7 separate regions of the Mus musculus genome follow, and all the other regions are linked to region 7. A link is a contact called in public HiCAR-type, HiChIP or PLAC-seq and promoter capture Hi-C data. All regions are on one chromosome and are shown on one strand. The core of a region is the stretch at or near the end of the contact, and the rest is flanking DNA. Distances in the headings are between cores, read along the strand shown.

Region 1 (3,251 bases), core at 745-3,244, 1.9 Mb after region 7:
TGTCTTCAGACACACCAGAAGAGGGCATCAGATCTCATTATGGGTGGTTGTGAGCCACCATGTGGTTGCTGGGATTTGAACTTCAGACCTTCGGAAGAGCAGTCGGGTGCTCTTACCCACTGAGCCGTCTCACCAGCCCAAAAATTCAAATCTTTTATTCAAACCTCCGATGAGTGGAGCCAGGAAACCAAATGTGTGCTTGGAGAATTTTGAGGAAGAGACGTGGGGACTCCCATCTGAGGGGTGAAGTTAGGGTAGAATGTGGCTTTGTGCTATATCAGAATTATTTTAAGGGCTGGAGAGATGGCTTAGCGGTTAAGAGCATTGGCTGCTTGCTCTTCCAGAGGTCCTGAGTTCAATTCCCAGCACCCACATGGTGGCTCACAACCATCTGCAGTGGGATCTGATGCCCTCTTCTGGTGTGTCTGAAGACAGCTACAGTGTACTCATATAAATGAAATAGATAAATCTAAAAAGAAAGAAAGAAAGAAAGAAAGAAAGAAAGAAAGAAAGAAAGAAAGAAAGAAAGAAAATTATTTTAAAAGGAAGAAAAAAATTCCCCTTTCAGAAATAGGAATTAAAAAGCACATATTGAGCTATAATTATTTCATCTGCTTATGGACCTTATTTCGTTCCTCAAAGAACATGTGATTCTTTGATGGGATCATCATCACCATCACCCCCCCCACCATCATCATCACCACCATCATCATCATCATCAGACTGGGTCTCAGTATGTAGCTCAGGTGGTTTTGAACTCATGGCAATTCTGATATCTCAGTTATCCAAGTGCTAGGATTACCAGTGTGAAAAACTATGCCTAGCTTTTAGTTCTAAAACAGGGAGTCTTTTGGCCCAGGCTAGCCTCAAACTCTTGTAGCTCAGTGTGACCCTGATCCCATGATGTTCCTGCCTCTGTCTCCGCAATGCTTGGTGACACAATCGTACCTCCCGTGCCTGGCTCATGTGGCCTTGGGATGGAAACCAAGCTCTCCCTGATGCTCAGGGATCTTCCTGCCTGCTGAGCCCCAGTTCCTGTTCTGCCCCTCCCCACTTTTATCAATTTCCGATACAATGTCTCACATGGTCTAGTCTGGCCTCTAATTCACAACCTTCTGGCCTCAGTGTCCCAAGGAATAAAGGATTTTGAAGGAATGAAGGATTTGATTGAAACAAGTGAAGCATTTTGGTCAGTTCGAGAGTTTAGAATTTTTAGTGAATGAGTGAATGAATGAATCCACTGATGCTCATAAGCCCAGAACAAAGCGCTTGGTGACCATGACCAGCAGCTTGGAGCCCTGGCTCAGGCAGTCGGAGGAAGAGACTTAGGCCCTCCCTGAGCCAGCCTGAAGCTCACCTTCATTCCCTTCCCGTGACACATACAGGTGTGTTTATGTGGTAGCACCCGCCAGGGCCACCTCCCCGCAGCCAGATGCACGACTCAGCCGCGAATGAGAGACTCAGCTTCTTGAAGCTTTGCTCTCCCCATCTAGAAAATGGGTCGGCAAGCGAGTCCCTGCTGCCTCCGGAGTCGTTGGCCCCGCCCGCTCTCGGCCCCTGTGCTGCATTCCACACTCACCCAACAGCAGGAGTTTCAATTCCTCGCGCTCTTGTTTTTTCTGTTCCAACAAAATCCTGTTGATCTCCTGGTCGATTCTGGCGGCAGTCTTCTCCTCCTCTGTCAGGCACCAGGGACAGCAGCCCCAAGTCAGGGACCGGGCCATGGTGGGCGCTTCACAGACCACCAGGTGACATCACAGGGCCTGCAGAGCCCAACTGTGGGACTCTTTCTTCTCCGGATGGAGTGGAGGTGGGGGTGGAGGTCACCCCAGGGCCCTCCGTGTCCCTGCCTAGGGCCTGTGGGAGCCCAGGCAAGGGCTTCAAGAGGCCTGGGTGCTGGAAACAGGGCGGGGACCTGGGTGCTGCTTCCCGCCCCCTCCAACTTGCCCAGACCTGGCCCTGCCCGCCAGACAGGTCGGTGGTGGAAGCTCCAGCAGATGAGGAGGGAGGGGTGGCTGCCTTCTGGGAGCACAGTCCTCGAGGTGTCTAACTTGACCCTCCTTCCTCCTTCCCTAAGAGAGTGGCCTCACCCCTGGGCTTCTGACACTGCTGGCCCCAGCTGCCCCCTCCTCTGGGCCAAATAGGAAGCGACCAGTGGGCACAGCTATTGCTCAGGGCTGATTTCAGAACTGCTGAGGCGGGAGGGAAGTCTGTGCTTCCGTGTCTGTCTGGCCTTCCTCAGCACACACTCACTAGTTTGACAGCTGAGGAGACTAAGGCATGGAGTAAAGGCAGGGACTTCCCCAAGACCCATGGAGGAAGCAGAGGGTCATGTCTGGCCCCTTGAGTCCCAGAGAGATTAGCAAGAAGCAGAAGAATCAGTGAGAGAGGGACTGATGCATTTATGGAATGCCTACTGTATACCAGGAAGGCTTCTATTTTGCTCCACAGAGGACAAAACAGAACTTTTTTTGTAAAGTTGGGTGACGGAGAGCTGTTTCAGCGGGTGAAGAAACTTGTGCTGTAGCCTGACCAGAGTCATCCCTGGGGCTCATATGATGGGACGGAGAACCAATTCTGTGGATTACCCTCTGCCTTCCACCTAAATCCCAAACCAAACAGATGGCGACAAGTTCTAAAAGTGCTGCACAGCCATCGAAGGGCTGGGGGCGTAGCTTTAATAGGGAGTCAGGAGAGTAAAGGTGACAGACACTAAAGGACTCTGGGAGCTGAATCACTGGGCTGAGCCCCTCAGACCCCAGGCTACACAGAGTGAAAGTTCTAGATCCTTCTGGCTCGTGTATCTCTAGCCTGGGGAGATAAGCGTAGCCTGGGAGCCTCTTGTCATGCAACTGATCTGGTTCAGAGAGGGTGTTAGACCCCGGAAACACAACTTCCTAGCCTTCGTCCTCCCCTGCTCCAGGTTGGTGGCAGACGGACATCGACAGGTTGGCAGGCCCACGCCTGCTCCACGCTGACTTCAGTTGACTGTTGATTCCTATTGCAGGAGATGGGAAGTGTGATAGGGGCGGGGTGGGGTCACTGAGGCCAGAGGGAGCTTCCCCGCCCACTGAGACTTGTACTGTGGTTGATAGGGAGCAAGCTGGGGGTTGGGTGGGGTTGATGGCGGGGGGGGGGGGGGGGGTGCATCAGAACTGGCCTGGGCTTGCAGAAGCTGGAGAGGCAGCACCCTGCTTGGTCCTTTTGGGGCCAGACACAAGGCCCTTGGGACAACACAGTGGGGACCAAAG
Region 2 (3,117 bases), core at 124-2,623, 1.7 Mb before region 7:
ACTGGTGGCTAAGCTGTATCTCTCAGCTCAGGCCTTATTGTTCCTGATGGTAATGAATGGCCCGCCAGAGGCTAAATCTTCAGCGTCCGCTCTCTTTCCACTGTGGGTTCCAGGGTGCAAACTATGGTTTTTAGGTTTGTGCGTCCAGTACTGTTACCTACTGAACCATTTCACTTGTTTTTGGTAAAGGCAGACCAGGGTGGTCAGACAGACAATAGAGCCCTAGAATACTTCATCAAGGGCAGTTTATTACCTAAAGGGCCTGAAGTACCCAGTGCCTGTCCCGGTGTAATCTGTAGGATAGAAAAAGATATGAAGATTTCAACCTACAATCTTTCGTTTTGTTTTCTTCTGGAGATCTGTTTTCTCCAGAAGAAAACAAAACAAAAATTCATTTGTGATTACTTAAAATGCACACTGACAACCACAGGCACAGTACTGACTTTCAAAAACATAACGTCTATTTTCTATTTGTTTGTTTGTTTGTTTGTTTTTAAGGTTTTTGTTTTGTTCGTTTTGTTTTTCTACATATGAGTGTTATGCTTGCATGTGTGTGCAACCCAAGTGACCTGTCTGGTGCGCAAGGAGGCCAAAAGAGGGGCATTGAGTCCCCTGGAACTAGAGTTACATAAGGTTGTGATCCGGCCATATGAGTGCCCTGGAAAAGCAGCCAGCGCTCTTAACTGTTTCTTCAGTCCCTCCCCAAGCCCCCACTACTCGGCTTTGTCTTTTGAGATAATGTCTGTATGAGCCAGTCTTGCCAGAAACTGGCTCAGGCAATCCTCCTGCCTCAGCCTCTGAGTGCATCAATTACAAGTGTCAGTCATCGTCTGGTTGTGGATTAGCTGTTATGTAACACAAATCCCCGATTTGGGGTCAAGCAGAAATGGGTGAGGGCTCAGTGGTGACCAGGGCCATGGCAGGGATTAGGATCCGGAGCAAGCATGCCAGGAGGGTTTCTGCTGGCATCCACTACGAGGACTCTGTCACCCTTCCCGACTCGACCTTTTCTGTCCTCGATGTCTCCGAGACCAGCCAGGCGTCCCGAGTCCCTCACACACCGGCGCCTTTCTCACCCAAGCCAGCCCATCTCAGACTCTTGCACACTGGAATCCTAAGGGCCGCCCTTCCCGCGCACGCAAACACGGGATGCAGAGACCAGCGGTCCCCAGGCAGCAAAGCCCGGAGCCTCGTGCATGCGCAGGACCGGCGGGCCGCCAAAGGGGCGGGGCGGAATCGCGTATCACGGAAGTCGGGCCGTCCCGCTTCGCCGGCGCGCTTCCGCCCTCTCGCCTGACTGCCAATGGGACCTCAGGCTCCGCCCCTAGAAACGCGGGCCCCGCCCCTGGAGACGCGCCGCTGCGCAGGCCTCTCCCGCTAGCCGAGTGTACAGCGGAGGGCGGCCGGGCCCGCGGCCCTGTGGCCACCATGAAGCTGACACGAAAGATGGTCCTGTCCCGAGCCAAGGCTTCGGAGCTGCACAACGTGCGGAAGCTCAACTGCTGGTGAGGCCGGCCAGGAGCGGGAGGAAGCAGAGGCCGCGCTGAGCGCCTGCTACCCCAGGCTAGCTAGGTTGCAGGCTCACTCTGAGGCCAGTGCTTCAGAGGAGTGCGGCCCTCGCAGGATAACTAGAATTTCCCTCTAGTGTTGCTGAGGGCTTTTCGCTAACCCTCTGTGTCTGTGTCTGGTATCTGAAGACAGAGGTGCTTAGTGGCATGTCTACAGGGAGAGACTGAGGTTGTAAAGTCATGATCCGGTGCTGGAGAGGGTGACCTGGTATGAGTGACAGCCTAGACCTTAGATGCTATTATATGGATGCACTCTAAGTTGCATGGCTGAGTCACACTAATACTGAAAGCCCCGGGCTTCTGGAGGAGTTTGTATCTGGCGTGTGGAAGAGCTACAGGTGTCTCTGGGGACTGGGGTGGGATGCTGTGGCCAGAGCATTTAGCAGTGGCAGAGCAAGTGCAGACCCCTGCTTCTAGTAATGGTCAGTGGGCTACTGGAAAGAGTGAGCTTTGTTAATTAAAAGCCTTTCCCTGCCCTGGCACATCTGGTGTTGGGGCCACAGTCCTCCCTGTCCTGGGTTTTCAATAATGCCTTTCTTTGTCGAGCCAGCGAGCACATCAGGGCTTCCTCTGTGCAAGCAGAAACAACACACATTGCAGGCCCGTGAAGTTTGCTTCAGAAGTTGCATGACCGGCCTTTGAGCTTGGCCTCTTATGAAGATCCCTTTGTTTATGTGTGTGACTGGAAAGAGCTTTCTGCTATGGGAGCCTGAGAGGAGAAAACTGTGTACCCCCATGCACCAAGCAGGGAGTATTGGCAGAAACCAACCTCACCCTTATTTGGGCAACCAGCCTTCCTTACTGTTCCGAATGTAGAATCTTTAGATTTATAGACAATTGCCATTTCTTTGGGGATTTTTAAAATATTTTCATTCAACAAATTAAAGTCTATTTCTTTTCTTCTCCAGGGGCAGCCAGCTCACAGATGTAAGCTCTGCCTTGATTGTATCTTCTTCCGGATGCCCCTTCCCCCAGAAGAATAGCTAAAGTTACAGAACTGTGATCTTCAGCTCAGTGCCGTGTCACTTGCTAGACCTGCACAGAGGAAAACAGAGTCAAAGCTCTGCCTTGAGAGGAGTCCCTGGTGGTGATTTCCCTCAAGGACATCAACAGGGGCACTCTGCATGGCCTTCCTCAGCTTCAGGAGGCGACACCCCAACCCCACCCGAAATGACAGGCAGCTGGGACTGTGGAGCCCACAGCCCAGGTCTGATCCACAGATCTGATGGTGTGTCGTGGCCAAACTTAACTGCAGTTCTGTCTGCCTTGAGCCCAGAACCATTGGCAAGGAGAGTGTCTGTCCTTTCTTTGTGCCTCAGGGGCAGCAAGGAGAAAGGGTTGTGTATCTGTCTCAGGGTGGGAAACCACAAGATCCTTGGCCAGGCGTCCTCAGAGGGTATTGACTGTAATGATGTTCTGTGTTAGACACAGAACTGTTGTAAACTGCCAGGTAGAAACACCCAGTGTAGAACACCCCAAGAGCAGGCTGGGCCACAGAGACCAGCATGCAGCTGATTTCTTCTGAGTGCCCTGGTTGTGCAAGCCCATA
Region 3 (3,023 bases), core at 147-2,646, 1.9 Mb after region 7:
TTTACTGCTGTAAACAGACACCATGACCAAGGCAATTGGGGCTGGCTTACAGAGTCAGAGGGTCAGTCCATAATCATCGAGACAGGTGCATGAAGGCCTCCAGGCAGGCATGGTACAGGAGGAGCAGAGAGTTCTGTGTCTTCTTCTGAAGGCCCCTAGAAGAAGTCTGACTAAGGCACTTGGCAGAGCTTCAAAGCCCACTCCCAGAGTGGCATACTTCCTCCAACAAGACTACACCTACTCCAACAAGGCCACACCTCCAAATAGTGCTACTCCCTGGGCCAAGCATGGTCAAACCACCACAGTAGACCAAGCTGTCCTGAAACTCAGAGAGATCTGCCTGCCTCTGCATTTCAAGTGCTGGGATTGAAGGTGTGGGTCCCCTCCTTCCTCTTCTGAGGTCTAGTCCTGCCAGAGTTGGAAACAAAGGATGATTCCTGGGGGGAAGGGGGTTTCCATGGTGACAGGTGGCTTCTCAGCTCTGGGGGACACCCTTAAACTTGATGGGATGTAGGAGGTGGCCTGATGGCACACAGAGGCCTGTTGTCCCAGCTACTACAGGGACTGAGAATTCCAAGCTCAAGCTTTGCAGGGGCAACTTAGCAAGGCCTTGCCTCCAAAAGTAAAAGGGGGCTGGGGGCGTGGTCAAGAGTGGAGTCTCTAATCCCTAGTGAGGGGCTGGGGGCGTGGTCATGGGTGACTTCTGCCTAGAATCCCTCGGTGAAGGGCTGGGGGTGTGGTCAGAGGTAGAGCTGCTGCCTAGAATCTCCCAGTGAAGGTCTGGGGGCGGGGTCAGTGGTGAAGCCCCTGCAGAAGATTTTCTAGTGTTCCGGTTCAAGATACACAAGAGTTCTATGCACTAAGTTTAAAGAGTCTGGTCCTTTAGGAGCCCAATCTGGATAGAGGAGGCCACCCAGTTGGCTGGTGGTGGCACTAGCATGCAAGTCTGTAGTGGGCTCTGAGCCTGACCAAGCTGCCCTGGGCTCTGTCCTGGATCTCTCCAGAGTGGGGCAGCATTGGTTGACAAGCATAGCCTGGGTCTGCTCTTCCTGGGACAGGTGTGTATCTCTCTCTCTTTCGATCTTGGGGATGTTTATCCTTCATAAGGGCATAGTGTCGCTGTCCCAGAGAAGCCACTTGCAGCCCCCACGGCTCCAGAGGCGCGCGCACAGAGATTTTTTTTTTTTTTTTGCCTAATTTCTCTCCCCCCGGTTTTTTTTTTTTTTTTGAGTGGGGGTGGGGCGGGAACACTAGGATCGAACCCAAGCCTCAGTTTCCCCAGCGGGTCTTGGAACCGAAGAAGCAGAGCAGGCGGGGGCGGCGGTGCCACCTTAAGGCGGGTCCCGCCCGCGGCTCCCAGCCGAGCCCCGCGGAGGGAGGCGGCTCCGCAGCCACTGAGGCCACCAGCGCCGACCCCGGGCGGCGGCCACAGACCTGCGGCGCTGACTGCAGCTGCCCCTGGGTTGTACAACCCCGGACGCGCTGGCTGGAGGGGGGGCGCAGCGCGGGGTCCTGGTCCCCTGCCCCGACAGGCTCTCCCTGGCTGCTCTTTCTTTGCGTAAAAATCCCTCCCCCAGCTCCGGCTTCTCTCCTAGCTTTTCCAGGCTCAGTCTCCTTGCACCCCAGCTCTAGCTTAGCACCCCAAATTCTACTGCCTGCTCCTCCCCGCACCCAATTCTCTCCCCAGCGCCACCTCTGCACCTCAGCGTCCCTTTGCCACATCCTCAAGCCTCCAAGAAGCTGGGGGGGTCCATTCTCTCACCCATCCATCAGCAGGATGTACCCTCAGGGAAGGCACCCGGTGAGTACGGAGACTCCCATCTCTGGCTGCAGGAGGTGGGGACCAGGGAGGGGACTCCTGCCTGCTGTTGCCCTGGAACTCACCCTAGTGTCCTTTCCCACTCTCCCCCTCAGACCCCGCTGCAGTCTGGCCAGCCTTTCAAGTTCTCAGTACTGGAAATCTGTGACCGGATCAAAGAGGAATTCCAGTTTCTTCAAGCTCAGTACCACAGGTGAGGGAGCCCTAGTTCTGGGCCCTGGGAAGCCCCATGGGGGTGAGCGGGGACTCTTGGAGGGGCGTGGTTTCTAGGGCAAGGGGCGGGGCTCATTGGGCCTACTGGAGGGCTTTCTGGTGGAGGTGGTGCCCAGAAGAGTGTGAGATGAATGGATTCAGGGAAAGCCTTCCCTGAGAATGTTTTGGTCCCAGGAGTAGATCTGGGCTCGAGAGGACTGGGAACAGTTTCTAAAGGAATGGGGAGCCAGCAGCTTCTGCCTGTCACTGTGGAAACTGACCCATGTGGGGTGTGGCAAGTCAACCCCCATTTTTGTCTATTCTTCCTGCCCAGCCTCAAGCTAGAATGTGAGAAGCTGGCCAGCGAGAAGACAGAAATGCAAAGGCATTATGTGATGGTAAGGAGTACCTGCCCATTCTGCCCACTTCCGTGTTCTCCCTAAAAAGGGCAGGCTGGGATACCAGGCACTGTTCTGTGGGTCTCCCCCCCCCTCCAATTTGGGGGACTACCTGATTGTCCTATCTCTCTGAGCCCATCCGTGATCCATCTTGTGGGTTCCCTGTCTGGGTCTCCATGGGGCTCAGGGTGTTTGTGTCTTGCCCTGATACTCGTACCACCCCCTCGAGGCTGCACCCCATCAGTGTCCCCAGGGTGGCACCAGCTATCCACACTGGCCAAGACTGTCTCCTTTGCAGTACTACGAGATGTCCTACGGACTCAACATTGAGATGCATAAACAGGTGACCATGTGGGGTACGGGTGTCTGCGGGGAGGGTCTAACTAAGTTCATCCACATTTCAGGTGGTCATCCCAAAGGTTCTGAGTGGATCTGAGATTTGAGATAGCCCTGAAGGTTCTGAGGGTTCAAGGATCTGAGATAGCCCTGAAAGTTCTGAGATAACTGACAGTTCCAAGGACTGGAGGTTCTGAGATAGCCCTGAAGGTTCTGAGGGCTTGAGCTTCTGAGATAGCATTTGGAGTTGCATGGTTGATCCCATGGGCTTCTGAGAC
Region 4 (3,131 bases), core at 109-2,608, 1.9 Mb after region 7:
GAGGAGATATAACTCCTCCCCCAAAGGGTCTATGTAGCCGATTGTTCTGGAATTACCTAGAGCTGGCTGTCCTTGAACTAAAAGATCCACCTGCCTCAGCCTCCCAAGTGTGGATTAAAGCTGGGCAACGATCTTTAATCCCAATATAGTGTTAACACATGGAACTAAAGAGCCACTTGCTAGGAGAGGCTCAGCCCTGACCACACCAGGTGAACACCTAGTGTTAATAATCACCACTTGATTGACATTGGGAAAATGTGGGCCCGGTCTGGTCTATGGGGGTTTTCACCTGCGCTGTCAGGGGTCACAGGTGCAGGCACTGAGGGGCTCAGGCTGGGGTGCAGGCCTTTCATCTTAGCTAGGTAGGCAGGATTGCATGAGCTCCCGGTGCGGGGTGGGGGTGGGGGGGGCAGAGAGAACTAGTCTCCAAAACCCCAAACACAGTAGGAAGAGAGGAAGCTAACTGTGCCCCTCACCACCATTTCTCTCTCACCAAAATTCCACCAAAGGTGTCACTGCTCTGTCTGTGGGAAGTCATCTAGAAGATTCTTGAGGTCACAAATCTGATTAAGTCCTATAAGAACAGGTATAGGTTTTTAGAAGGCAGAAAAGCCGACTCCCACCCCCATCCCCGTAGCCTCTTCATCATCTGGACCCAGCTGGGGAGGAAGCCCCTTCCCCATCCCCATGTCTTCTGCGCTCCCTTTCCCCAAGACCCGGCTTTACTACTACTACTAAGGTTTCAGACACACACCCCCAGCTAAGGGCCTCATTAGTATCTCTTCAGATACCAAGAATAGAGAACCAGGCACCTCCAACTCCCTAGCGGGATCAGCCAGAAATGTGGCTAGTCGTGGACCGTTTGCCAGGCAGGCCGGGCACACGCCTTTAATCCCAGCATTTAGGAGGCAGAAGCAGGCAGATTTCTGAGTTCGAGGCCAGCCTGGTCTACAAAGTGAGTTCCAGGACAGCCAGGAACCAATAAGCCAAAAAACCAAAACAAACCAAAACAAAAAAAGTTTTCCAGGCGTACTAGTTAAGCCTGCATGTGGTGCAAATATATACGCTCAGGCACACACTTAAAACATTTTTCAAAAAAGAATAAAGGAGACAAGAGAAACGACACTTGGTTCACTCCCAAATCACTCAACCTAGGTAAACTCCCCGCTGAAGTCGGTTTTGTGAGGGTCCACACCCCTCCCTCGGGCTCCCTCTTCTCCCGACCCGCCCGCAGGAAGCGGGCTGCCCTCACGCACCACCTCTGAGGTTAGGGAGGCCCCAGGGATCCCAGAGGAAGCCTCTGAGGTCAGCCAGGGTCAGGCCAGGAGGAAGCCCCTCCTGCTGGGCCCCGGGCCATTTGACCCCTCTCACCCCGCCCCTCCAGCCTAGGCCACGCCCTACTAGGCCACACCCACACACCACGCCCCCTGCACCCACCGAGGGAAGCGTGTATCAGGGCCCAGGCCACGGTGCACGTGGGCCCCGGACTCAGCGAACCGCCCCTGCAGGCCCTGACCAATCAGAAGGCGGCGAGCCCACGTGGGCTGCGAGCCAGAATGCTCATTGCTCAGTTTGTGGCCGTGCTGTCAATCACGGAGTTCCTGCTTCGGCTTAACCCTCGCGTTCCAGGTGTGGCGATTCGGGAGCTGGGAGAATTTCAGAGTGTTTGGTGAAAAGTCTGATTATTTGGGGCATTCGAGACGGATCAGCAGGTGAAGGTGATTGCGGCCTAGACGTTTGATCCGAACTCGATCCCTGGGATCCACAGGGTGGACCACGAACTCACAACTCACTCTTGCACGTACACACACACACACACCCCACACACACTTTTCTTTTAAATCTTACTGAAACAGGAGAATCAGGATTCATCCTGGCTGGCCCGCATGTGCCCTGGGCCCTACCCCCAGCACCACTTGAAGACACCTTCATTATCCCAGCACTGGGGAGGTAAAAGTAGGAGGGTTAGGAGTTCGAGGTCGTCCTGAGTTAGATAGCAAATTCCAGGTTAGCTTGGAGTACAGGAGACTGTCTCAAATGAGAGAGAAAGGAAAGACATCGGGCACAAAGCCACACAAGCCCAGACCCCCATATTCAAGGACAGGAAGTGAAGCAGAACCCTGAGCTCCCTGCAAGGCTCAGCCCCCATCCCTGGCCCTGGATGGAGGATCCTGGAGTAAGCTGAGGATGGCCTGGGTTAGAGTGGACTCTCTGGACCTCCCTAGCCTCACTCCTACGTCCACTCCAGCCACAGATGGGGGATGTGAAATTAAACCACAGTCACCACTTTGGACTCGGAGGCAGGGGCAGTGACGGTGAGTTTGGGGCCAGCCTGGTTTCCATAGTACAAGCAGGTGTAAAACAGAAAGGGCTGTGAGAGGGCTTAGTGGGTAAAGCCCATTGCTGCTCAGCTTGAGTTTGATCCCTGCGACCCACACAGTAGAAGGTGAGAATGTGTTCTAATTCCCAAGAAGTGTCCTCTTGCACCCACATACCACACATGAACAAGTGATTGCAACTCAATTAGGCCTCTGTCACAGCAACTTTTCCTTCATTGAAAAGTATTTAAGGGACTGGAGAGATGGCTCAGCAGTTAAGAGCACTGGCTGATCTTCTAGAGGATCCAGGCTCAATTCCCAGCAACCACACGGTGGCTCACAACCATCTATAATGCGATCTGAAGCCCTCTTCTGACTTATAGAGCACTCACATATATTAAATAAATAAATCTCTTTTTTTTGTTTTTTGTTTTTTCGAGACAGGGTTTCTCTGTATAGCCCTGGCTGTCCTGGAACTCACTTTGTAGACCAGGCTGGCCTCGTTCTCAGAAATCCACCTGCCTCTGCCTCCCGAGTGCTGGGATTAAAAGCATGCACCACCACGCCCAGCCTTAAATAAATAAATCTTTAAAAAATATATATTTTAAGGCCAGGCAGTGGTGGTGCATGCCTTTTATCCCAGTTCATGGCAGAGGCAGATGAATCTCTGAGTTTGAGGCCAGCCTAGTCTACTGAGCAGGTTCCAGGACAGCCAGGGCTACACAGAGAAACACGGTCTGGGAACAAACAAACAAACAAATTAAGTGTACAAATGTTTGCTTGCATGCACTCAAACCATGTGTGTGCCAGGTA
Region 5 (3,023 bases), core at 91-2,590, 1.7 Mb after region 7:
CAAGCTGTCATCCTCAGCATTCAAGAGGCTGAGGCAGGAGGATGGCACATTCCAGGCCAGCCTGGACTAGGGAGCATAAGGAACCATGTGTGGTAGGTCCTCTCCACAGGGCTTCCCCCACCTCAGCTGGTGGGCATGTCAGTCTGGGCTCCTGACATCCCACCTGGGCTCAGATCTCTCAGCTCAGGACTCCATGAGTATACAGTAGGAGCTTAATATAGATAGGCATGCCTGGTTGGGTTCCTGGTGACATCTTTAATCCCAACACTCAGGAGGCAGAGGCAGGAGAATCTCTCTGAGTTCGAGAGTCTACAAAGTTAGGTTCCAGGACAGCCAGGGTTACCGTGTCTCAAAAAACCAAAATCAGGAAAAAAAAGCCAAACCCTTTTTCCAAACTGTGTGAGACCTGCCTCAAGCTTGGTATGTAGATGAGGATGACCTGGAATTCTTCATTCTCCTGCCTCCACCTCTGAATGCTGAGATGACAGGCATGTATCATCCCACCTCGTTTCTGGGGTGCTGGGGATGGAACCCAGGGCCTCATGCAAGCTGGGAGACTGCTCTGCCTCTGAGCTACAGCCCAGCACACAGTTTTATTTCTGAGACAGTGTCTTGCTCTGGAGGTCAGATAAGGCCTAGACCTAACCATCCTCCTGTCTCAGGCCTCTGTTGTGTGGGAATGACGGGCACATGAGGACATCAGTGCCCCGTTTCCTTGCTGTCTCCTGCACGTGCGCAGGCTGTGGCTGCACCCGTGACACTTCTGGGTGGGGTCCTCCTTTGCCCAGGTGAGGCTTGATATCTAATCAGCTTGAGGCCCAAGGTTGAGGGCAGAAGCCTGTGCCCTGTCTTTGTATGTTGAGATGTCTGGATGCTCTGCAGGCAGGTGTCTCTGCCATTGCTTTGAGGGTCCCCCTTCTAGGAACGTGGTGCTCCCTGCCTCCTTTGCAGCCTGGTGCTCACAGAGCTGCCAACCCCACTGGGCTGACCTACTAGACACAAAGTTGCCAGGCTTGTCCCAGCCACCAAGCCTGACTGCCACACTTGGTTGTGTGCACGTGACAGCGTGGACGTCCCATCTGTGCAGCCTGACTTCTTACAGAGGACTCTAAGGACCTGTCCCTGGGGCTGCTGGTCTCCAGGGAGGGGTGCAAGGTGCGGGGGAAGGGACAGTCTAGGTTAATATTAAACTAGCCGCAGACTCTGCCCTCCAAAGATGCAGGGGTCTGATGCCAAGCAGGCATGGGAGGCTGGGCCACAGACGGCAGGTTCCCCACCCCGCCCCGCCCAATCACTGTCTTAACCCCACCCGAGCCCTGTGCAGCTCACACCTGCAGCTGAACGTCGGCCCATATCCAGTGTGCTGGCCATGGACACCTTGGGCAGGCTGCTGCTGCTGGCTACACTGTTCCTGACACCCGCTGAGGCCCAGCAGGGTAGGACTAGGGTGTGGAGCCCGCGCTGGGTGGGTGTTAGGAACTGGGGCAGGGGCTCTTCAGCATCTCATTTCCCATTAGGAGAAACTAAGGCAAGGCAGGAAGAGGAAGTGAAGAGGGCACTGGTGGGGACGAGTGCTCTCCAATGACTCCTTCTGCCCTGTCTCTGATCTAACATCCTTCTCCCCTCTCAACGCTGTAAGCTAAGGCCACTGCCCTTTTCCAGCTGGTCCTCTCAGCTCCTTCAAGGCCTCTCTGAGCTATCCCCCCCCCTCGCCGCCCCCACTTCCCCCGCCTCCTCAACTACTTTATCTAAAAGCCTCACCCCTTAGAAGCCCAGCTTCTCCGGGAGGCGCGGACCTCCTTTACAACCTCTGCCCCCTAAGCCCCTGGCAGCTCCTAGTCTTGGACGTTCTTCCTGATTCCCACCTCTTTACGCCTTTTCTAAGCCCCGCCCTCCAAGACCCGCCTCTTTCCGTTAACGTCTTCCCCTCTCTCCCGCAGACCCCTCTGCTCCCAACAGACCCTTCTTTTTCCCTCTCGCAGAACCCACTTCCCCTGCAGGCTCCCCTTCCCCCTGCAGACCCTTCGTTTTTTGTGTCTGACTTGTCTTGTCCTTTGCAGCCTCAGAGCGCCGCCTGAAGCCTTGGCTAGTAGGCCTGGCTGCAGTAGTGGGCTTCCTGTTTATAGTCTTCATCCTCATGCTGGCCAATCGTGTCTGGTGCGCCAAAGGCAGGTGAGGACCTGCCCCTGTCCCACGCAGGGCCTCCTTGACCTCCCCGCCCTTCTGTGCTCCCTCCCAGGGTCAGCCTGGAGGTCATCTTGCTTTGCTGCCCTGTTGATCCCTTCTGATTCTTGGCGTTCATGACCTCAGTTGGGGATACTGAGGCAGAGAACAGCTCTTGTATCAATGTTTCTATTTGTGCAGAGCAGAGGATGAGGAGGCTACATTCAGAATGGAGCACATTATGAACGAGAACTCACAGCCAAGGTACCCTGTGGGTGATTCCCCCCAGACAGTCCTGAGAGGCCCAGCTGGGGGGAGGGGACAGTGTCCAGCAGGTGGACTCTGGGTGGGACTCTCTAGTGCAGATTCTGGGTCTGGGAGAGGAATAGAAGTGGGGGAGAGTTGGCATGGGCAGCTGGAAATACAGCTGAGCCCTGTGAACCTGAGAGGGTCCTGAGGAAGGAAGGGAGGGCTAGAAGGAGAGGCTGGGGCTACCTGTACCCAGAACTGCAGAGAACACAGCTACCTACCCTGTGACGACGCATGGTTTCCTGTACACCATGACCGTCACTCTATCGTAAGTGACCCACTCATTAACCTATCCACCCACCCATCCATCCACCCACCCATCTACCCACCCGTCCACCTATCCATCCACCTATCCACACATCCATCCATCGACCCACCCACCTATCCATCCACACATCCACCCATCTACCCACCTATCCTCCCATCCACCAATTCATCCTTTTCTTTCCATGGAGTGAACATTTTCTTTTCTGTGGGGTCATCCTGAGATCACCGCAGCCCGGAGTCCGTCCTCACCTAGCCTGATAAGGTGGCTTGGTAAGCAGTGACCC
Region 6 (3,244 bases), core at 17-2,516, 2.0 Mb after region 7:
CTGGGATTCTCATCCCACAGCTCCTGTCGTGTGTCCCTGCCTGCTGCTCCGTCTCCAAGACAGCTTCTACAGTGCCAACTTACATGCACAGAAGCCAGAGAGCTAGAAAGTCATTCCGCAGTCACTTGATAAATGTAGAACAGAAGAGTCTCAGGCTGTGGCCCAGGGATATTTTGTGGGTCCTGCATAGAGGGCTCTAATTTCAGGCAAGGCAGACAAGTGCCCACACACCTTAGAGCCAGAAACGGGGGTTGCAACCCCCACTTCCAGTTGATCTAAAGATTCCTCTGACCCAGCCTGGAAGCTGTGCACAGGTCCAGATGCATGTGCCTGAAGAATGAAATGCAGTTCTTATTGTGTACTCATGGTGTACCAGGCCTGTTGTGCAGGGCGGTGCGTTCTGCTCAGCCTCTGCACGGCCCTCCGGAGCTGTGTCTGGAAAGTCTATGTGAAACCCCATTGCACATATGAGGAGGGCGGAGGCTCCAACAGGTGAGGTCTAGGTCAGTCCCATAGGTGGATAATGGCGAGGCAGACCTGGGATTCAAGTTTGGAGTGAGACTTGAGAGCTACTGGAGCGAAGTAAATAATGAAAGAGTAGATGGGTGGACAGGTAGGTTGGAGGAGTGAATGGGTGAGAGGATGTGTGCGTGAATGAAGGGATGAGTAAGCCAATGCATTTGCCCATGAAAAGACGTTAGTAAATGGGTGGTGAGGAAATTAATGAGCGAATGGGTGAATGAAAACATTAGCAAAGTGCGAATAATGACTGTTGGAGAGAGTGAATGTGTGAAACGATGGATGAACGAATGAATGAATGAAAAGATAGGCATAAATGTATGAATGAATGAAGACTGGAAGGTGATGGCTGAATGAATGATGTCCATCATTGTAAGTAAGGTGAGCTGGAGGTGAGGAGTTAGCGGGCTGACACCCGATAGGGACCATCATGGAGTTGCGGGGCGGAGCCTTTTCAGCGGGATGGAGCGTGTCGGTGCAGGAGTGGGGTGGTGGGGAAGAGAGCACTATATAGCAGCGGGCGAGCGGGCCTGGGGAAAATGGGAGTAACCTGGAACTTAGAACGGATGTGAGCGGGCCCTGAGCTTTCGTGGAAGAGGTGGGAGGGGCCTGAAATCTAGGGGGAAGCTGGGCGGGCTCTGTGCCTGAGCCTGGTGAGGAAGGGTGCTGAGTCTGGAGAAGAGGTGTGCCACAGGAGGAGGGCAGAGCCCCGTGTCTGAGGAGGTAGGCGTGGTCTGATCTGGCCCCGCCCTCCTGCGGTTCGCCATGAAGCAGCTGTGCCTGTGTGCTGCTGCCTCCTTCGCGGTAGGCGTTTGGGTCCCTCTGCGCCTTCCCCTCTTTCCTAGAAAGAAGTTCGGCAGAGGGCGGGGCGCCTGTAGAGCCTGGGCGGGAAGTGGAGGGCGGTGTTGAGGGCAGGCGTGTCTGTGCAGGCGTGGGGTCAGCAGGCCGTTGCGGGATGCAGGTCTTGGAGGACACTGTGGACAGTGAGTGACTCAGGAACTGTCCATGTTCCTGGGCAGTGAGTTTAAAAACATTAGCGGCTGCAGTTCTGCTGGCCAGGCCTTGATGCTACCTGGGGGCGATGGTCTTGGCTGAGCAGCTGTGAAGGACGGAGCGAGGTTCTGGGCGCTGGAGGATAGTTTGGAAAAGGCCAGTCATCCCAGCATTCGGAGGCTAAGGCAGGGGATCTTTAATTTTAGTTACACCCAGTCTCAAAAAAACTAAGACAGTAAAATAATTGTGAACGAGGAGCTTGGCACCACCAAGCCCTGGCTTCCATGCCCAGCACTACATAAACCAGGTGTGATGTTCCACACCTGTCACCCCAGCCTCGAGGACTGGGAGGCAGGAAGTTCAGGAATTCAAGGTCATCCTGACTCCCAGGGAGTTTGACAGCAGCCTAGGCTACTTGAGGCCCTGACTCAAAAAACAAAAACAAAGCTGGATCATTGAAATCCTCGCACTTTGGGAGATTTCTGTGACTTTCAGGCTACCCTGGTCTACATAAGAGACATGCTATTTAAAAAAAAAAAAAAAAAAAAAAAAAGTTGTACCCTGTCTTTCAAAACTGGCTTTGGATTAAGGCACACACAGGTGGTTTGAGGAGGATTGATATCTGGAAGCTGCCCTGGTGGTGGGCCTGGATCACACGCTGGGGGGTGCAGGTTTCAGAGACACTGTCTGAGGCCCCCAGCCCAGGACCACCTATCCCACAGCTCCGGCTCAGCCCCACCGACCTCAGCTCCTGCCCACCCTGTGGCCGGTGCCCTATCCCAAAACCCGCAGCCAGAGGCAGGCGCCAGGCAAGTGCTCAGGGGTGGGTGGGGAGAGCCCGGAGCAACTGCCCCTGTTCCTTGGTGGGGAAAGGACATCGACCCACTCAGTCCCTCGCACCTCTGGGTGTGCCACCGCAGGGCCAAGACTGGGGCAAAAGTGACCAGCGACTGCTCCAGGCAGTGGAGAACAACGATGTGGCCAGAGTGGCCTCGTTGATCGCCCACAAGGGGCTGGTGCCTACAAAACTGGACCCCGAGGGCAAGTCTGCGTGAGTGTCCAAGCCCTGGGGCTGGGGTGGCTTTGGACATTCTTCTGGGGTTGACCCCTGACTCGTGCCTCTAGGTTCCACTTAGCAGCCATGAGGGGTGCGGCGGGGTGTCTGGAAGTGATGCTGGCTCAAGGTGCCGATGTCATGAGCACGGATGGAGCAGGTACTTATGGAAGGACCGTCCCTGGGTGGATGGCAGGGCTGCATCAGCTGTGCAGAGCAGGGACCACAGGTCCAACTGTGGAAGCTCACTGTCCACAGTGGGAGCTCACTGTCCACAGTGGGGCTGTAGCTCAGTAGGTAGGACATTCACCAAACATGAGGGAAATCCTAAGGTCTGTCCTCTGAACTGCTGGCGCACACCTGCCATCCCAGCACTTGTGTGGAAGTACGAGGATCGGGAGTTCAAGGCGATCCTCAGCTACATATGAACTGGAGACCAACCTGGGCTATATGAGAACCTGTTAAAAATAAAAGTAAAAGACCCCTTTGATCGCCGCACCAGATGGCAGAGAGATCCTGTGAGTTTTAGGATTTTTAAATTATTTCAAAAACAAAGATAGCAAATGAATATAGCAATAAAAAGCCCTCTGGGAACAGCACAGTTTTAAGAAGTAGCTGAGTTTGGACATTCAGGCTTGGGAGGCAGCTGAGAATACCTGGAGGACACGCCTCTTCTCT
Region 7 (3,272 bases), core at 605-3,104:
TCAGGAGGCAGAGACAAGAAACGCATAGCCACTTGTAACTCCAGGACCCTGGAGACTTGACATCCTCCTCTGACTTCCAAGTGTACCTGCATTTGTGGCATACACACAGATACACACACACACACACACACACAAAATAAACATTAAAAAAATAAACCTTAAGCCAGGTGGTGGTGGTGACACATACCTTTAATCTCAGAGGCAGGTGTATCTCTAAGTTCAAGGACATCCTGGTCTACAGAGCAAGTTCCAGGACAGACAGCCAGGATTACATAGAAGACTCTTGTCTCAAAAAATCAAAACAAAACAGACAAAAAACAAAACAAAACAAAACAAAACAAAACAAAACAGAACTAAGCTGGGCACGATGGCACACAAGCTATGATCTAAGTACTTGAGCTGTAGAAGAAGAAGGGTCAATGTCAGCCTAAGCTACAGAGTGAGACCGTAATTTAGAAACAAAAGCTTCCCTTTAAGTAGATTCATTCTTCCATGCTGTCTTTGAGTATGTCTGGTTGGGTGGCTGTTTTCTACCCAAGTAGAGGCTGGCTAGTTAAGTCCACTTTTAAACTGTAAGGGCCTATGTATGTTCCCTCTGTGGAGCCCACAGGCACTGGGACTGATGGCAGCCTTTCTCTTCCTACTCTTTCAGCCTCCACCGTCGTCCTATGGATTGGCAGCTTGGTGCTGGGGCTGCTTGCACTGGTCTTCCTTGCCTACCGCCTGTGGAAATGCTACCGGCCAGGTCCTCGCCCAGACACTAGCTCATGTACACACCTATGAAGCTCCATTATGCCAGACTAAAGGAGGCAGAGAGTGACCAGCTGCAGGATTTGGGGCATCAAGATGATAGTGTGGCCTCTTTCCTTGGTGGTCAGCACATCTATAAGTTTCTCCTGACTTCTGGGCTTTTCTGCCTGCTGGCCCAGAGCTAAATAAAAGCCCCGTATCTAGCCACTGGCATATTCTTTCGTACTGTGAATAGGAAGGCTTTGTACATCACCTATCCCTACAGCCAGAGTCCCTGGAGACAGTCACACATCCCAGTTTTCTTTGGTAGGTCGAGCAACAGGATACTAGGCTGGGAAATGCCTGCATTTAACAAGAGTAACTAAGGAGATATCCAGTGGCTTAGAAAAAGTACTTGGGGGGTAACCTGGGAAAACACGAAGAGCGGTATGGATGCCAGACAAGGGAATAAAAAGTATGTCAGTAGATAAAGAGCCAAAGATAACACAGAAAAGGGACATGCGAGGATACTAGAAAGCCACAGCAGTTCAGAATTGCAAAGAGAGCACCCCCCTCTGGTGGTCAGAAATGGTAACAGTCTGGGAAAGGAAGGAATCTGGTGACAACTCCGCTCAGGCACCTTAACGCTCGGAAGGAGACTAAGTGAGGCCAAAAACCCGGGAGAGCCCAGGCCGAGTCTGGGAGCAAACGCAGAAAACGGTTTGAACTCCGCTTTCAGCCCTAGATTCCTGGTGAGCTTTGCGGGGTTTATCTGGTACCCAGGGTGCCTGGTTGCTAGGAGACCATGCTTAGGAAGACTTGCCCACTACCAAGATGGCAAGGTATCGCGCTTCAAGCCAGAAACCAAGCCCTTCCTGGGGGACCATTTTGAAGTCTGGCAAGCTCACAATTCCAGACCGAAGCTAGAAGATGCAGTCATGGAGTAGCAGGAAAACGCACACAGAGAAAGCCAGGGGCACAGGGGGAAAAGGTCGCTTGCGCTTGTTACTATCGAGATTCTCAGAGAGGGGGGCCGCTGCCTCTGCCCTTAACAAAAATGGTCGTCGAGGGAAGGCGCCTCATCGCGCCGTGAATTATGGCGGCGCTTCCGGTCCCGCTGCCCCCAACAAAGATGGCGGCAGTGGAGAAACGGCGGCCGGCAGTAGCACCAGCGGCCAATTTCCCGGACAGTGGCCGGACGTCGGTGTCTCAGGCGGCGGCGGCCGCTGAGAGCGAGGAGGACTTCCTACGGCAGCTCGGCGTGACGGAGATGCTGCGCGCAGCCCTCCTAAAGGTGCTGGAGATCCGGCCCGAGGAGCCCATCGCCTTCTTGGCGCACTACTTCGAGAACATGGGTCTACGCTCGCCGACCAACGGAGGCGCCGGGGAGCCCCCGGGCCAGCTCCTCCTGCAGCAACAGCGCCTGGGCCGCGCGCTGTGGCACCTTCGCCTGGCTCACCACTCGCAGAGGTGCGGACCGATGGCGGACGGGGGTACCAGAACTACAATTCCCGACAGGCCCCGCGCGGGAGCAACTCGCCGCCGGCGCGGGGCGTTTCCGGGAGTAGTGGTCTTTCCTCTTTTCCCGGGTCTGGTCGGCTTGAGGCAGGTTTAAGGTTCTCGGCACGCCTCGCATCGATTTCGCCTGCAGTGTGCGCGGGGTGTACTGGATATTGTGGTCCGGGTAGGAAGTGCTGGGGGTTGTAATCCATCGTCCATCTATTGCATGAGCTTCCAGGTGATTACGGCCTGGAGGAGGTTGCTTTTGAACCCGAGTCCATTTTGCCCTCGCAGCCAAGGGTTTTGGGAGGTCAAGAAGCCCAGCAAGGTAGTATAAATAGTGTGGTGCTTGTCCAGGAGATGGACAGCCTGTGTACTCAGGCCCCAGGCCCCAGACAGAAGTTCCTTAGATGCACACGCAGAGCACAGGCTGGTCTAGAGCCTGACGTGAACCCTGCAGGGAGCTCCGCAGTGGGAGTAGTTCCAGTGTAGGTGACGACTAAGGACGCTTTTTCATTGCATAGTGGATGAGGGAAGCTGATCAGTAGGGCATCATCAGCCAGGGGGTGACCAAATGCCTGAGGGTCTCAGCATGGGAGTGGCTTTCCAAAGGGTGCTTGGAGGAAGACTCAGGGAGGAGAGCAGGGGAGGGGGCCGCAAGGAGGAAGACGTTGGGCAACAGTAGCTCAGGCCTTCCCTAGGGAAGTGAAAGTCCAGAGATCATACATTTCCAGCTGAGCAGACCAGACATCTCTGCACCAGAGGGAAGGGGCTCAGTATCCAAGATGGTAGCCAAGAAGGGAAGGGTGGAGCATGGCGGGCCCATGTGGCTAGAGGGGAGGGGTACAGGCACAAAGGGAGAAAACCAGCGAGAATGTAGACGGACAGTCTTCAGCTAGGACAGCATTGGGGTATGTGAGTGGGAGACTGAAGGTATCAGCAGAGAATACGCACACAAGACCACACCGTGAGGTGCCCAGGGGAGGAACAAACTGCTTACTGGGGGCATCCGGAATTCTCCCAGGGATGAAGAGCAATGAACC

The links. Promoter capture Hi-C pulls out the DNA fragments that hold promoters and counts their contacts. HiCAR-type assays count read pairs that join an accessible place to other places. HiChIP or PLAC-seq counts read pairs in DNA pulled down with a chosen protein or histone mark.
Region 1: a promoter capture Hi-C map of liver shows a contact between it and region 7, with 4 times the contacts expected there. The contact joins the promoter of Gna15 here to the promoter of Tpgs1 in region 7. A contact is called at or near these places in 4 of 39 promoter capture datasets (hippocampal neurons, liver and pre-B cells).
Region 2: an H3K4me3 HiChIP or PLAC-seq map of embryonic stem cells shows a contact between it and region 7, with 8 read pairs. The contact joins the promoter of Cfap410 here to the promoter of Tpgs1 in region 7. A contact is called at or near these places in 1 of 39 promoter capture datasets (erythroid cells) and 4 of 115 datasets of contacts at active chromatin or transcription factors (astrocytes, embryonic stem cells, large pre-B cells and 1 more).
Region 3: a promoter capture Hi-C map of liver shows a contact between it and region 7, with 7 times the contacts expected there. The contact joins the promoter of Tle2 here to the promoter of Tpgs1 in region 7. A contact is called at or near these places in 8 of 39 promoter capture datasets (the C10 cell line, cranial neural crest, embryonic stem cells and 4 more), 2 of 115 datasets of contacts at active chromatin or transcription factors (astrocytes and bone marrow-derived macrophages) and 1 of 9 other capture datasets (liver).
Region 4: a contact with region 7 is called in a HiCAR-type map of astrocytes, with 4 times the contacts expected there. The contact joins the promoter of Tle6 here to the promoter of Tpgs1 in region 7. A contact is called at or near these places in 8 of 39 promoter capture datasets (cranial neural crest, embryonic stem cells, erythroid cells and 4 more), 1 of 15 datasets of contacts at CTCF or cohesin (large pre-B cells), 1 of 484 Hi-C or Micro-C datasets (liver) and 4 of 115 datasets of contacts at active chromatin or transcription factors (astrocytes, fibro-adipogenic progenitors, kidney and 1 more).
Region 5: a promoter capture Hi-C map of hippocampal neurons shows a contact between it and region 7, with 4 times the contacts expected there. The contact joins the promoter of Smim24 here to the promoter of Tpgs1 in region 7. A contact is called at or near these places in 3 of 39 promoter capture datasets (hippocampal neurons, liver and pre-B cells) and 1 of 115 datasets of contacts at active chromatin or transcription factors (astrocytes).
Region 6: a contact with region 7 is called in a promoter capture Hi-C map of erythroid cells, with 3 times the contacts expected there. The contact joins the promoter of Ankrd24 here to the promoter of Tpgs1 in region 7. A contact is called at or near these places in 6 of 39 promoter capture datasets (erythroid cells, hippocampal neurons, liver and 2 more), 4 of 484 Hi-C or Micro-C datasets (B cells, CD8 T cells, Th1 cells and 1 more), 1 of 115 datasets of contacts at active chromatin or transcription factors (astrocytes) and 1 of 9 other capture datasets (liver).

Annotation. Positions count from the first base shown.
Region 1 is chr10:81,522,231-81,525,481 of GRCm38.p6, forward strand. Gna15 (guanine nucleotide binding protein, alpha 15) reads right to left here and starts at 1,995. Exons shown (of 7, transcript NM_010304.3): 1 at 1,580-1,995. The coding sequence starts at 1,724.
Region 2 is chr10:77,977,277-77,980,393 of GRCm38.p6, forward strand. It overlaps Cfap410 (cilia and flagella associated protein 410), which reads left to right and starts at 1,374. Exons shown (of 7, transcript NM_026431.2): 1 at 1,374-1,505; 2 at 2,477-2,495. The coding sequence starts at 1,429.
Region 3 is chr10:81,573,891-81,576,913 of GRCm38.p6, forward strand. It overlaps Tle2 (transducin-like enhancer of split 2), which reads left to right and starts at 1,397. Exons shown (of 21, transcript NM_019725.2): 1 at 1,397-1,801; 2 at 1,915-2,012; 3 at 2,346-2,409; 4 at 2,639-2,752. The coding sequence starts at 1,778.
Region 4 is chr10:81,599,542-81,602,672 of GRCm38.p6, forward strand. It overlaps Tle6 (transducin-like enhancer of split 6), which reads right to left and starts at 1,359. Exons shown (of 14, transcript NM_053254.2): 1 at 1,257-1,359; 2 at 494-574. The coding sequence starts at 538.
Region 5 is chr10:81,391,724-81,394,746 of GRCm38.p6, forward strand. It overlaps Smim24 (small integral membrane protein 24), which reads left to right and starts at 1,341. Exons shown (of 4, transcript NM_001099917.1): 1 at 1,341-1,436; 2 at 2,061-2,172; 3 at 2,365-2,427. The coding sequence starts at 1,370.
Region 6 is chr10:81,632,433-81,635,676 of GRCm38.p6, forward strand. Ankrd24 (ankyrin repeat domain 24) reads left to right here and starts at 1,267. Exons shown (of 20, transcript NM_001374016.1): 1 at 1,267-1,323; 2 at 2,235-2,321; 3 at 2,433-2,563; 4 at 2,638-2,726. The coding sequence starts at 1,285.
Region 7 is chr10:79,667,585-79,670,856 of GRCm38.p6, forward strand. It overlaps Tpgs1 (tubulin polyglutamylase complex subunit 1), which reads left to right and starts at 1,855. Exons shown (of 2, transcript NM_148934.3): 1 at 1,855-2,199. The coding sequence starts at 1,862. Madcam1 (mucosal vascular addressin cell adhesion molecule 1) reads left to right here. Exons shown (of 5, transcript NM_013591.3): 5 at 653-958. The coding sequence ends at 783.